2 separate regions of the Mus musculus genome follow, and region 1 is linked to region 2. The links are chromatin contacts, called in public HiChIP or PLAC-seq maps. All regions are on one chromosome and are shown on one strand. Each heading gives the region's core, a stretch centred on a gene start, on an enhancer-like site or on the middle of the called end of the contact. The rest is flanking DNA. Distances are from core to core; before and after follow the strand shown. Region 1 overlaps Dync2li1 (dynein cytoplasmic 2 light intermediate chain 1). Region 2 has its middle 35 kb from the start of Kcng3.

Region 1 (3,128 bases), core at 244-2,743, 980 kb after region 2:
GACGGTATGATGAGGACATCCCAAGGAGTTCAGGAAAATGAGCCCATTGGTTAGAACGGGGCGAGGCAGAAAACTTAAAAACAAATCTTAGCACTGAGGGATAAGATTTACTCCCCAACTGTAAACTGAAGAAAGTAGGAAATTAGTTTCTTCTTATCTTGGCTTGTCAGGGAGTCCTTAGGGTATTGCGCAGGATGAAATGTGTGCTTATATCTGGACTCTCTGAAGCCAAGCGTTTAAACAGATCTGATAGCAGTAGGAGACGGCGGCTTGTTCAGTCTCTCCAGATGTGAACGTGGAGGTGACCGAGCCGGACTCCTCAGGGTGGGGATTTAAAAACAAATAATGTGTTTCTCCCCAAGTGAGCTGTTGAGTCCTCTGGCTTATTTTTTCCTTGTAATGATTTTCTTCCACAGGATTTTGATCCTGAGAAGAGAAAGGTGATATGTAAGACCCTGCGCTTTGTGGCACATTACTACGGAGCCTCGCTGATGGTCAGTGCCTCCCTGCCCTCTGGGTGTGTGGAGAAAGGAGCGGGCTGCCCAGATGGGAATAATAGAGACCTGAGCTCGCCCTGCCCCTTTCCTTCTCACTTCCAAAGCTCTGCTTAGACAGGGCCCCTGCAGAGCCCTCTGCCCATGGCCTCCCCACCTTCCACGGCTTGTGTCTGTAAGCCCAGGCAAGCTTCAGAGATATGTTGGTGTGTTCACACATTTTTATTTTTGTCTTCAAGAATTAGAATCTATATTCCTTCAATGGAAGGGCCCGGGAGGAGGGGGGCAAGGGCGGGATTTTAATAAGATGGTGTTTTATGTAAAAGCAATGCTGGTATAGAGGTTAAAATCATGAATTTTGGAGTCGAGCTGCCCAGGTCAGTGTCACTGTGACCAACTCCTTGTCAGACAAGGATTCTGGACCAGCCACCTAAGCTTTGCATCCTCTGAGGTAAAAGCAGATGGGAACCGTGCCTGCCTGCTTCGTGAGGAGGGGTGCGGGCCTGAACTGTGGAGCCAGTGAATAAATAGCCCACCTCAGGAGACGGATGCATGGGGCAGGAAGTGCTCAGGTCCAAGGCGGCCTGAGCGTCTCAGAAACAACCCGAAAAGCACAGGGTTGTAATGATCTTCCGAGGTGGGCCAGACTTTGCTGGTTATCCTTTAAACAAAAGATAAAATGTAAAACTATTTTGCTGAAAAATACTACCTTAATTTCTGAACTGCTTTTGCTAGGCAAACTTAAAATGTTTGCACGTTAAAAGAGTAATTGTGGGAATTAAAATACTCTACCTTTTCTGAGCCTCTATAATGAGACCCTGTCTCAAAAACAAACAAAACAAACAACAACAACAAACAAGGCTATCTTAGCTGTTGAATAAATAGTTGGTGGTTTGCTTTCCTGAGTCAAAGTGCTCAAAGAGAGTAGAGCCCCAGGGCAGGGTGGAGCCTGTTGCTGCCCCAGCTGAACGAGCTCTGTATTCTGTGTATGTTCAATATCTATGCATTTAGAGCACTTCCCATTTCTTTATGTGTTCTCTTTACCTTCTTAGCCTGAGCTCTGTCTGCCTATACGTCAGGCTTTGGAAAGTCTTTTTGCCATTTTGAAAAGAACCAGTGGGGAGGAAGTTTCTAGTTCATTCATTTCTGCTAATGAGTGGAGAGGAGCACCTCCGAGGGTGGGAGGGGTGGCTCTGGGGAGGACACGGGGAGGAAGGGGAACGAGGGGAGGGGGAGGTGGGGGAGACGGGGGGGGGGGGGGCGGGGGAGGGGTTCCCAGCACTGAGCTGACTCAGGAGCACCAGCAGGAGTGGAGGGAGGGGTTTGAGAGGCAGCAGATGGTGAGATGAGTTGGTGAGAAACCTTGAGTGCTCTCCCACCCCTCGACCCTGAGAAACATTTGTGCTTAGGCTTGCTCCTCGCCCCTGTGGTAAAAACAAAATATTACAAAATTACATAGTTTAAAGCAATAACAATATATTATAATGTAACAAATATATAATTTCTTAGTAAAACTAAGTACAACAATCTTTTTTAATTAAAAAAATCCCTATTTTACATATCACACGATAAACATGATCATTATTAAATTCTTTGTTTTAAATGAATGTGTCTGACCTTTGTGAGCCCTTGTGTACTGTACTTCCTCTGTGAGCCTATTCTTACACCAGAGTCAGCGTTGTCCTGTGGACCTGCCATGGGAACCAGAAAGTTGCCATCTTTGCTTTATAAGTATTTCATTTCACTTCATACATCTGAGCCATTCTCCTTTGCCTTTGAATAGCAAAGTATTTAGAAGGCAAACAGTGACTGACCATCTGTGGAGGACACACAAACACACACACACTTCCTGCTTACTCAAGAGTCAGAGCCTAACTCTTGGTGGCAGGCACCCCCTTCACCATCCTGGGGTGCTGCAATTTGGCTCTCTTAGATCTACCCAGGAGAAGATTCAGAAATTGCCTACCCCCCAGCTCTGCAGGCAATTAAAAAAAGAAGCTAAAAAAAAATCAATTCAGGGAGTGCCGGTGTGACTGTCCCCGCCTGCAGCTGTCACAGTTACTTTTATATATGCTTCTCCCTATCTAACTGACCCAGTTAGATTGGGGGACATTTTCTTTTAGAACATTAAGAATGTTTGTGTTAACACACACCGCAAACATTTCAGGCAAACACTAATGTACAAATTAAAAACAAATTCTGATGATGGAAATTGGTGAGATGATTGGTGAGCTCTCTGGGTCCTTCCTGGATCACGCACTCATGAACTCGGTACCGAGGCAAGCTGATCCAGGTTGCCTTAGTCAGCCTCTGTTTTGTCGACTCAAATATACATGTTTTGAGGAAAAGAAGTTGTAATTCTCTGGCCAGTTGTGCTTGTTTAAAGCTGTGTTTTTTACTGTTAGAGGATGAGAGAGCAGAGTGTAATTTATCTCATTTGTTTCTAAGTTTACCAGCAAGTCAGAAGCTCTGTTACTGAAGATACGCGGTGTTATCAACCAGTTGGCATTCGGTATTGATAAAAGGTATTGGTAAATATTTTCCAATCAGTTCCCCCTGTTCCCTGGCTTCTGTATCTCCCTCCACCTTACCACTTTCCTGTGCTTATGATTGTCTTCTGTTCATTTTAAATGG
Region 2 (2,954 bases), core at 134-2,633:
TGCTACATAGCCCAGGCAAGGAGGTCATATATAGTAAGTTCAAGTCCAGCCTGGGATACCTGAGACCCTGTCTCAAACAAGAAAAAATAAGCCGGGCTGTGGTGGCTCATACCTTTAATCCCAGCACTTGGGAGGCAGAGGCAGGCGGATTTCTGAGTTCGAGGCCAGCCTAGTCTACAAAGTGAGCTCCAGGACAGCCAAGGCTAAGAAAAAGAAAGAGGGCCTCACATGTCTCCCCTCCTTGAGGATTTGTAGGTGATTAATAATTGCTAGGGAAGAAGAGCTATTCTCTTTACTGATGTAATGTACTGTAATCTGGTACATAGCCCTACTCCTGTGGGTACCCATAGTTAAACTCAATGGTGTAAAACAACAGAAAATAAATAAATAAAAACACGAAAGAAGTGGGAGGAAGGTGGTCAGCGGGATGCCGTGGGAAGAAAGTGTAATGGTGGTAAACACGTTCAGAGTACTTCATACATGTGTGAAAATGCTCTAAGGAAACCCATTATTATATACTAATAAAAACTTTAAACAGGCCCTCCAAAGGGCTCAGTGAGTAAAAGTATTCGCCACCCAGGCCTGATGACCTGAGTTTGATCCTGGACCTTCTGGGGGGAGGTGACACAAGGAAAATAGAGGTCCCCTCTTGGTGTTCTCAGTCTCCTGGATTGAAGAATTAAGAATGCATTCAAAGCTGGGCAGTGATAGCACAAGGGCATAGTTAGAAAATATATCTGCCTGTTATTAATGTTTTTTGACATATGGTCTTTAGCCCAGGATGGCTTTACTATGAAGCTATGGGTGATACTTGCTGCCAAGTCATGAAGACCAGAGTTAAGATTCTGGCACCCAAGTAATGAGTCAGGCATCCAGCAAACTCCTATAACTCCAGGCTTCGGGGAATCAGTGTCTTTTCACGAGGTCGTGTGCATTCACACACGTTTGAATATACTTACACAGAAACACACAAATAAAGATATACTGGCCGGGCGTGGTGGCACACGCCTCTAATCCCAGCACTTGGGAGGCAGAGGCAGGAGGATTTCTGAATTCGAGGCCAGCCTGGTCTACAGAGTGAGTTCCAGGACAGCCAGGGCTACATAGAGAAACCCTGTCTTGAAAAACCAAAAAAAAGAAAAAGAAAAAGAAAAGAAAAGAAAAAGAATGCATACAAACCAAAGCTCAGGACAATTAGGGAGGGAGAAAGAGAGGGGGCAGGGAGAGGAAGACAAGGGAGAGGGGAAGAGAAGGAAAAGCACACTTAGGTTCCGGCTAGTACCTGAAAAAAGAAACAAGGCAAGTAGAGGCAGTCTCACAGCTGCTAGGTTTCTTGCCCTGGGCAAGTCTCACTCCGCACCCGTGGCTCCTCCCAGCGCTTCTCACCCCGCCCCCTGCCCCAAACCCCTCCCTCCTAGGGACTTGGCGTCTGCTTCCTGTCCGTCAGCACGATTCCTGTATCATTCAGCTGTTTTGACAACACAGGTCTCTTGGCTTCTCTTGGTCAGCTGCCCCTCTCTCGCTTTCCCTCCCCACCTCTCCTCTCATGATCTGGTTCAACCTGCTGGCCATGTTCAGCCTGTGCTCTTCAGTCTATCAGCTTGCTTTCTGCTAACTACAATAAGCATCATCTCCATACTTTAGTCTTTTTTTTCCCCCAAAGATAAATTCATTTATTATGTGTAAGTACACTGTAGCTATCTTCAGACACTCCAGAAGAGGGAGTCAGATCTTGTTACGGGTGGTTTATGAGCCACGATTCGGTCGCTGGGAGCTGAACTCAACTGATGAATCATCTCTCCAGCCCTCCATACTTTAGTTTTATCCTTTTATCTCATCTTCTTCATTCAACAGCAAGACCCTGTCTCACATAAATAAATCAATTAACAAATAAGTGAATTTAAAACAAATTTTAAAATGTTTAAAAAAAGACAGTAGTGGTCTGGAGAGATTCCCGAGGACCTGGACCCATTTCCCAGTACCCTCATAGAAGCATCTGTAACTCCAGTAGCTCAGGGAAGCAGAGGCAGGGGGATTTCTGTGAGTTCAGGGCTGGCTTATTCTGGTCTACAAAGCAAGTTGCAGGCCACCCAGTGCCACACAGTGACACCTTGTTTCCAAAAAATCCATAAAAGGAAAAAACAAAAGCAAGCAAATAAACAACTTTGGCCTTTAATCCCAGGATTTATGAGAGAGACAGACACAGGCAGATCGCTACAAGCTCAAGGCCAGCCTGGTCCACAGAGTGAGTTCCAGGACAGTCAGGGCTAGAGAGAAATTCTGTCTTGAAAAACCAAACGATGCCAGGCGGTGGTGGCGCACGCCTTTAATCCCAGCACTTGGGAGGCAGAGGCAGGCGGATTTCTGAGTTCCAGGCCAGCCTGGTCTACAAAGTGAGTTCCAGGACAGCCAGGGCTACACAGAGAAACCCTGTCTCGAAAAAAAAAAAAAAAAAGAAAAAAGAAAAGAAAAAAAAAGGAAAACCAAACGAAACAAACAGAACTCAAATGGACTCAAAGGAAATATTGAGGACAGGATTATTAGAGTGTAAGAAGACAACACAGCAGGAGAGCTGTGAGTCTCAGAGCTGCTACTGGATAAACATCTTCATAGGTGATAGATGAGAAGGCTTGACTGACTCCATGACAGGCTTCAAAGAGACTAGGCCTAAATCTCTGTTTCCACGAACTGGGAACTGGGCGATTTCAGGCAAGACCAGGCCTCAGAAGCCCCCTGCCACCTGGCCTGAGGCAAGGACAATGAGTCAGCAGCAGTTTCCAGAGACTTCCTCAGCTACTTCCTCAGTACAGTTTCCAGACCTCCCCAGCAAGTTTCCAGCCCCCACACTCCAGTAATGGAATGTCTGTAGAGATGGACCCAGCAGATTAGCATGGAGGTCACCTACCCTGGAATTCCCTAATGTGCTTTAAATTGGACTGTGAGCTCACTTGGGT

The links. HiChIP or PLAC-seq counts read pairs in DNA pulled down with a chosen protein or histone mark.
Region 1: an H3K27ac HiChIP or PLAC-seq map of trophoblast stem cells shows a contact between it and region 2, with 16 times the contacts expected there. The contact joins two enhancer-like sites. A contact is called at or near these places in 8 of 484 Hi-C or Micro-C datasets (the G1E-ER4 cell line, Sertoli cells, cardiomyocytes and 2 more), 13 of 115 datasets of contacts at active chromatin or transcription factors (embryonic stem cells, epiblast stem cells, extraembryonic endoderm stem cells and 2 more) and 1 of 9 other capture datasets (embryonic stem cells).

Annotation. Positions count from the first base shown.
Region 1 is chr17:84,644,303-84,647,430 of GRCm38.p6, forward strand. Dync2li1 (dynein cytoplasmic 2 light intermediate chain 1) reads left to right here. Exons shown (of 13, transcript NM_172256.2): 8 at 417-494; 9 at 2,943-3,019. Among named protein-coding and RNA genes, the nearest start is that of Dync2li1, 19 kb to the left of the region's middle. Within about 2 kb of position 1,494, at least 23 of the 459 cell types and tissues checked have an H3K27ac peak or open chromatin away from gene starts, as enhancers often do. A contact at or near this core is called in trophoblast stem cells, where this site is marked.
Region 2 is chr17:83,665,363-83,668,316 of GRCm38.p6, forward strand. No RefSeq gene overlaps it. Among named protein-coding and RNA genes, the nearest start is that of Kcng3, 35 kb to the left of the region's middle. Within about 2 kb of position 1,384, at least 55 of the 459 cell types and tissues checked have an H3K27ac peak or open chromatin away from gene starts, as enhancers often do. A contact at or near this core is called in trophoblast stem cells, where this site is marked.